Linked DNA regions of Sus scrofa: region 2 is linked to region 1. A link is a contact called in public HiChIP or PLAC-seq data. All regions are on one chromosome and are shown on one strand. Each heading gives the region's core, a stretch centred on a gene start, on an enhancer-like site or on the middle of the called end of the contact. The rest is flanking DNA. Distances are from core to core; before and after follow the strand shown.

What was found. HiChIP or PLAC-seq counts read pairs in DNA pulled down with a chosen protein or histone mark.
Region 2: an H3K27ac HiChIP or PLAC-seq map of alveolar macrophages shows a contact between it and region 1. The contact joins the promoter of LOC110261669 here to the promoter of TMEM225B in region 1. A contact is called at or near these places in 1 of 5 promoter capture datasets (liver) and 1 of 2 datasets of contacts at active chromatin or transcription factors (alveolar macrophages).

What each region holds. Positions count from the first base shown.
Region 1 is chr7:21,180,912-21,184,416 of Sscrofa11.1, reverse strand. It overlaps TMEM225B, which reads left to right and starts at 1,462. Exons shown (of 6, transcript XR_002346121.1): 1 at 1,462-1,862. TRNAI-UAU (a tRNA gene) reads right to left here and starts at 1,453; the gene lies at 1,360-1,453.
Region 2 is chr7:20,895,755-20,899,158 of Sscrofa11.1, reverse strand. It overlaps LOC110261669 (histone H2B type 1), which reads right to left and starts at 1,376. Exons shown (of 1, transcript XM_021099841.1): 1 at 906-1,376. The coding sequence starts at 1,336. The coding sequence ends at 956. It overlaps LOC110261735, which reads left to right. Exons shown (of 3, transcript XM_021100026.1): 2 at 951-1,213; 3 at 2,357-2,843. The coding sequence ends at 2,785.

The DNA.
Region 1 (3,505 bases), core at 213-2,712:
TCACATAAAGCAATCTTAAGGTATAGCCAATCAAATCCTCTCTTTGCTTTGCTTCTGACATCTCTATAAAAGCCTTCCCACCAGCTTTTGCCTGCAGAGCCTCCTAAGCACTTTTTGTTTGGCACTCCCTGATTTGAATGGATACTTGCTCAAATAAACTCTGGTAAATTTTATGTGCCTCAGTTTACCTCAGTTAGTCCAATGATTTAGTTTTTAAATCTAAGGAATTAAAATCATATTAAATAAGATATCAGTATGATTCAAAATACTGCAAATAACCTAAATATATACTTTGACATCTTCCAAGATAGCATGAGCTATGACATGATAAAGTGTTCACTTTTATTATTACCTGGTGCTTTCCTGGATGGGACCTCCCTACCCTTCCCCGGGAGACAACTCTGACTGGACAATGTACAGATACATGCAGGACTTCAAGAAATCCAAACCACAAGAGAGAGTTCTCTGGACCCAGCTTTATTCCATGCACCTTCTGTGACCTGTCCTGGTTGGGACATATGTGCTCTCAAGTTTGGGATAATATTTACTGCTAGGAAAAGTACTCCAAATTACTTAGTTCAATTCACCCTCTTGGGGTGAGTAGGGAGGCATGTGATAAGATCTTTGACCAGGCAGACTTCTTGCATCATTGTGGAGCTGGGTGGGGAAGCATATTTTTAAATCAAAATCACTACCTACTTCCAACCTACCTCACTCACAACAATATGGTTTTTTTCCTATTACATTGTTCTACAGAGCTCTGGTCTCTGGGGAATTATCACTCCTCCTTTTCCAGGCCCAGATGGTTGGAACACCTGAGGATGTCAGGATTTGTGTCTCAGTTGATAAAAGCTGCATAGTTGTTGGCTCATCAGGGGAAAAATGAAGGGGAAGGGATACTACAGGTGATGCTGTTTTCAGAAATCAGTATTTTGGGTTTTTTCCCCCCCAAACTAGAGCTTTCATCAAACAGGAACCCCAACCAAGTTCCCACTTTTGATTCTCTCTAATGGAGTTCAATGCTTATCGACTCTGGGAAGTTTCATAGCGATCTCTAAGTGTGTGCCAGGGAATCTCTGAGGAATGATGATCATAAGAGCAAAGTGAGAAGAGGCCATCAGGAGATGTTCTTTATTTGAGATCAGTTTGCAAGATAGGTAAAGATAAAAGAATCAAAGAAGTTAACTCACTGCGGCACAACACATTCATTCTGTCCGTAATGGCAAAGAATCAAAGAAGTTAACTCACTGCGGCACAACACATTCATTCTGTCCGTAATGGCTTGTCGGAGATCGATCTACGTAGCTGGGTAAGAATGAAAGCTACAGGACAAATTCTAACATAGCGATTATAAAACGATGCTCCAGGTGAGGATCGAACTCACAACCTCGGCATTACTCGCACACATACTGCCATATAAGTACCGCGCGCTAACCGATTGCGCCACTGGAGCACTTGTGTCTTGCTTCCGGTCACTCATTACAGGGCCTATGCAGGAATATCTAACGTCTTTGCCAAAGTGCCTCCTTCCGTCTCCGGAGTCCCGTAACTGCATCTTGCGCACAAAGGCGGACTGGGTTCAGCAGCGAACCCCACCAGAGCACACCGATCCCGATGGCGCGGAAGGTGCTCTGCTAGCGGCAACGAAGATGGATATTTAGTGCAAACACTGGGAGACCGACTGCCTCGAACATTCCAAAGAGGACCTTCAGTGGGCAGAGTAGGTGGGCGAGGCTTCTGCTGCTGAAGGTCGCGGAGCCCTTCCGTTTGCCTCTCTCCCGGATGCTTCTCCTCCTGTTTGCGCTTGCGGAAGGGGTGAAGGTGGGAGGACCACCACGCTGTTGAAGGTTATGTCTGAGTGTGTGAGCATCCAGAATTCCTGTGGGCTTCTAGGGCACATTTGCTTAGAGCTCCTAGTTTGGTTAGTTAGGTGGTGATCTTTAACGAGTTAGAAGACAACCTACCTTCAAAGCAAGTATTCCTCTTATTGAATGTCTTTGAAGCATTTTATTTTATTCGTTGTTATTATTATTTTATCTTTTTAGGGCACCACCGGAGGCTGATGGACGTTTCCAGGCTAGGGGTCAAATCGAGCGGCAGCTGCCTGCCTACGCCACAGCCAAAGGGGATCTGAGCGCTTCTGCGACCTACACCGCAGCTCAAGGCAACGCGGGGTGGGGGTGGGGGGAGCGGGAGGGGACGGGGGGGGGGGTGTTTGTGTGTGAATCCTTAACCCACTGACCGAAGCCAGGATCGAACCGCTTTCCCATGGATACTAGTCAGGTTTCCCACCAAGCCAAAACGGGAATTCCATGAATCATTTTAAATGTAATATTTGGGTAACATCAGAAAACTGTATTTGAATCTAAAACTCATTTGTATCATTGGCCATTTATGGCTCAATTGACCTTTTAAATATTCTGAATCCAAACATTTTTCAAATATAGTTTCGAATATATGCATTAATAACTCATTTTAACATGTGTGCTGCTAGATTTTAATTTGGGCAAAAAATACAAACTACATATACATTTTTATGCTGCCCTAAGAGATTCTTTAAAACAATTTCATTCTTTAAGTTACTTAGTTTTCTTAATAAGACAATAGGGATCTCCATGGAGCAATGCTTAAAATCAAATTTTGGTGTGATAAAGTGTGGTAAATGATTCAAATTTTCAGTAATTACTATGATGCTGATTTGAAGTAAATTTTACATAGGGCTTCTTTGAGTACTTTTACATTTATTTTCTTAATTTAGTTCTAAGCAATCCTACAGGGGTAGTTATTTTCATTGCTATAATATGTAAACAATAATCTCTGATCACTCACTGTGATTAATAAGTATAAATAAACAAAACAGTCAATCTCTTGTGGAGTTTATATCTGAGAGACCCAGAAAAGTCATAAAAATTAAAAAGAAATGTACCAGTGAACACAACTGAATATAAGCGAGAACAGGCTGGATTTTCAGTCATGTGAACAGAGTGTTTACAAAAGAAAAAGAAATTAGCTTCTAGCCCTTTAGGTGACTGAGATGTCAAACTTATTATTAAACATTATTACGGACATTTTCAAACGTATATAAGTTGATGTAATTAGATAATGAACTCCCATGTAATTGGTTTTACAATCATCATTTAACCAATCTTGTTTCTTCTATCCTTCTAATACTGTTTTTGTGTATATAGGTGGGAGGAGGAGGGGGTTGAAGATGGGAGTGGGAGTGTTTTAAAGTAAAACCTAGACATATCATTTCACCCTAACTTCTTCAGCTTGTATGTCTTAGAGATAAGAACTCTTTTTATTTTATACCACTTTCTTTTCTTTATATGAATGCAATATCATTATTACATTCAGCAAATTTAGCAGGAATCCTTTACTATCAGAAGTGGCTTGGCCAAAATGTAAGCTGCGTAACTAGGATTTGAATTCGGGTTCTCTGGCTCCTACACGATTCCTTTTTCAAGCCTTTTAAAACAAGGAACAGTTGTCTTTTTTTAAGGGA
Region 2 (3,404 bases), core at 127-2,626, 290 kb after region 1:
GATAGTAACTATCTAGCCTGCTATGCATGATCCTTAATCTCAAAGTATTTTGAAAATAAAGCTGCAATTGTATTCTGTTGATTCCTACCAGCCTCAAGGAAAGACTACACAAGACTGATTTCTTGGGCGCCAGCCAAGGACACTACCCCAAAATTAAGAGCCTTTGTTCCCAGGCTGTTGGAGGCTTCTCTCCTCTTCTACCTGCACAATAACTAAGGATTTCATTTATTTGAAAGAGAGCCTTTGTTACAGTCCACCTACTAAAACCACTAACCAATAGTAAACAATGAAAACTGACTTCAGTTTTTAATAAAGACGACTTCTCTGCTATGCTTGACAAAATTGCTTCTGCTCAAGTAAAGGAATTAAATTTGGGATAATTAGAATGGTAAGGATAACCAAGGTAAACAACTTCCAAGTTCACCATCACTTTTCCATAGATCATAAAGACATTCAAGCATTTGAAGTGAGTGGCTCCAGGGACGCAAAAAGGGCAATTAGAATTAATATTTGGGAGGGAAGGCCTGGAAGAGATTAGGCTCAGAATTCCAAAGGCAGGGAGAAGACCGGGAGGGTAGAATAACCTGGCGGTGGAGGGGGTTAGGACAGGGGAAACGGAACTGAAAACAACTGCAGCTTCTAAGTGCCTGACCACTTCTAGGTGAGGAAGTTCCACCCATCTGGCTTCTCCAGCTTGCCGAAGAATAAGGTCATGTACAGAAACTCTTAAAAGTGTGGAAAGTTTTGGGGAAGACTGGAAGCAGAAAAGCAGCTTTCTCTATTGAGTATAAGAGGTTCTGCTTTTGTTGTTTTTGGCTAAAAAGCTCAGCAAATTTCAGATGTAAATTGTTTTTAGAGATCAGGTATAGGCAGAAGAGCATTACAGCTCTTTAAAAGAAAACCTAAGTGGCTCTGAAAAGAGCCTTTGGGTTTGACAATGCACTTAAAAGTACATTTACTTGGAGCTGGTGTACTTGGTGACGGCCTTGGTGCCTTCGGACACGGCGTGCTTGGCCAACTCCCCGGGCAGCAGCAGGCGCACAGCCGTCTGAATCTCTCGGGACGTGATGGTCGAGCGCTTGTTGTAATGCGCCAGCCGCGAGGCCTCGCCGGCGATGCGCTCGAAGATGTCGTTGACGAAGGAATTCATGATGCCCATGGCCTTGGACGAGATGCCAGTGTCCGGGTGGACCTGCTTCAGCACCTTGTACACGTACACGGAGTAGCTCTCCTTGCGGCTGCGCTTGCGCTTCTTACCATCTTTCTTCTGGGCCTTAGTCACTGCCTTTTTAGACCCCTTTTTGGGAGCAGGAGCAGATTTCGCCGGCTCAGGCATGTTATCAGGTTGTTAGGCCAAACTAACTGAACACCCGCTGTACTGCGGACCTATATTTGTAGGGCTTCTATGCAAATAGGTGCTTGACATATCTCAGTCTCTGATTGGGTCAAATCAGCCAGTAGAAACTCTCTATGCAAATAAGGTGATTACAAATCTGCTTTTTTATTGGCTATTTAACTGGAACAATCCTAGGTTCCTTTCTCTTCCAGCAGAGAAGATAGCTTAAAATTTCAAAATAGTGAAAAAAACTAAATCGATGTCTTGTCCATAAGTATCTATTTGTGAGCCTTGCTCCTTCCTAGATCTAAAGAGATAAAAGCCCAATATAAACTTACGATTCTAGTTTTTCTGCCAAAATTCAGTTAAAAGTCACTAATTTTAGAAAAGAGAGCATTAAAATTAGCTAAATACTTAATTGCTTTCACAGATATGCCATTGGCATTCCCAGTTTCGCTATTTCAATGTAGACAACATTTAAGCTTTAACAGGAATTAGGGATCATCACATTTCAACAGCGCTATTATTTTTATGTTTCCTAGGAGCAGTGCCTGGAAGTGCTTGTTGGAGGGCTGGGAATTATATGATAAATTGCTTGAAGTGCTAAGATAAAACGTTTACTCAAAATCATAAGCTTTGAAGGACATAAGCTTTAAAGGACAAAGCTGGACTGGATCAATTGCGTTCAAAAACGAAGTTTTTAAAAGGGCTCAGACCTGTGGAACATTCATTTTCGTCTCTTCCCAAACTTAATCCCGAACTAGGGGATTAAAACAAAACCTACTAACGTTCAAATAAAGTATGTAAAATACAGGCAGAAAAAATTGCGGGGCCCTTCAAGCGAGAAAGTATAGAGCATACTATGATTGGGTAAATTGTTCTAAAGTGAGGCCTGGTAGCCAATCACAAGGCCTATTGAGTTATTTAATTCACGGCGCGGAATTTGAAGGTTCGGACCAATCAGGATGACTCTGCCTTTATAAATAAGAGGAAGAAGCACAGCACTTCCAGTTGTAACAGTGTTTGAAAAGTCTTGTTATGGCTCGTACCAAGCAGACCGCTCGCAAGTCCACCGGCGGCAAGGCGCCGCGCAAGCAGCTGGCCACCAAGGCGGCCCGCAAGAGCGCGCCCGCCACCGGCGGCGTGAAGAAGCCGCACCGCTACCGGCCCGGCACGGTGGCCCTGCGCGAGATCCGGCGCTACCAGAAGTCCACGGAGCTGCTGATCCGCAAGCTGCCGTTCCAGCGGCTGGTGCGCGAGATCGCGCAGGACTTCAAGACCGACCTGCGCTTCCAGAGCTCGGCCGTGATGGCGCTGCAGGAGGCTTGCGAGGCCTACCTGGTGGGTCTCTTCGAGGACACCAACCTGTGCGCCATCCACGCCAAGCGCGTCACCATCATGCCCAAGGACATCCAGCTGGCTCGCCGTATCCGCGGGGAGAGAGCGTAAATTCTCATCAACGCGTGTCAATTTAACCCAAAGGCTCTTTTCAGAGCCACCTATAATTTCACTCTGAAAAGCTGTATCACACGGGATTAATTTGCCAGCCCCCTTTGAAGATGTAGCAAGGGAGAACTAACCTTTTAACTCAAAATTCCATGTATTGACCCCAGGAAAGCAAGAACATCTACTTTTCTCTCCAGACGTTAACAGGGTTTAACAAACTTTGCTTTGTTTCTCCAATGAGTACTTTAAACTGTACTCATTGGAGAAACAGGAAAAATGATAGAAACCAGATTTTCTCCTGAGAAGTGAACCTGATAGTATACCCCTTTTGTCAGCAGAATGGAAACTAGGAGTGTATCACTAGGAAAGCTGTATAAGAAATTTAGCTACCCCAAGAACAAGCTATATATAGTTTAATATGTAATATATATACTAAGTTTATATGTACTATACTTATGCTAAAAATACCTAGACCTCCTGCTTTGTTTACTTCGTGGGTCTTATTTCTAAGAAAGCCCCCGTGCAGAGAATTTAAACTTGACTTCCTCCCCATTAATGTCTTGTGTTAATTTAATTATTAGAGTAGGCAAAAGAATTCAAATATTCCCATCACCCTCCCTGA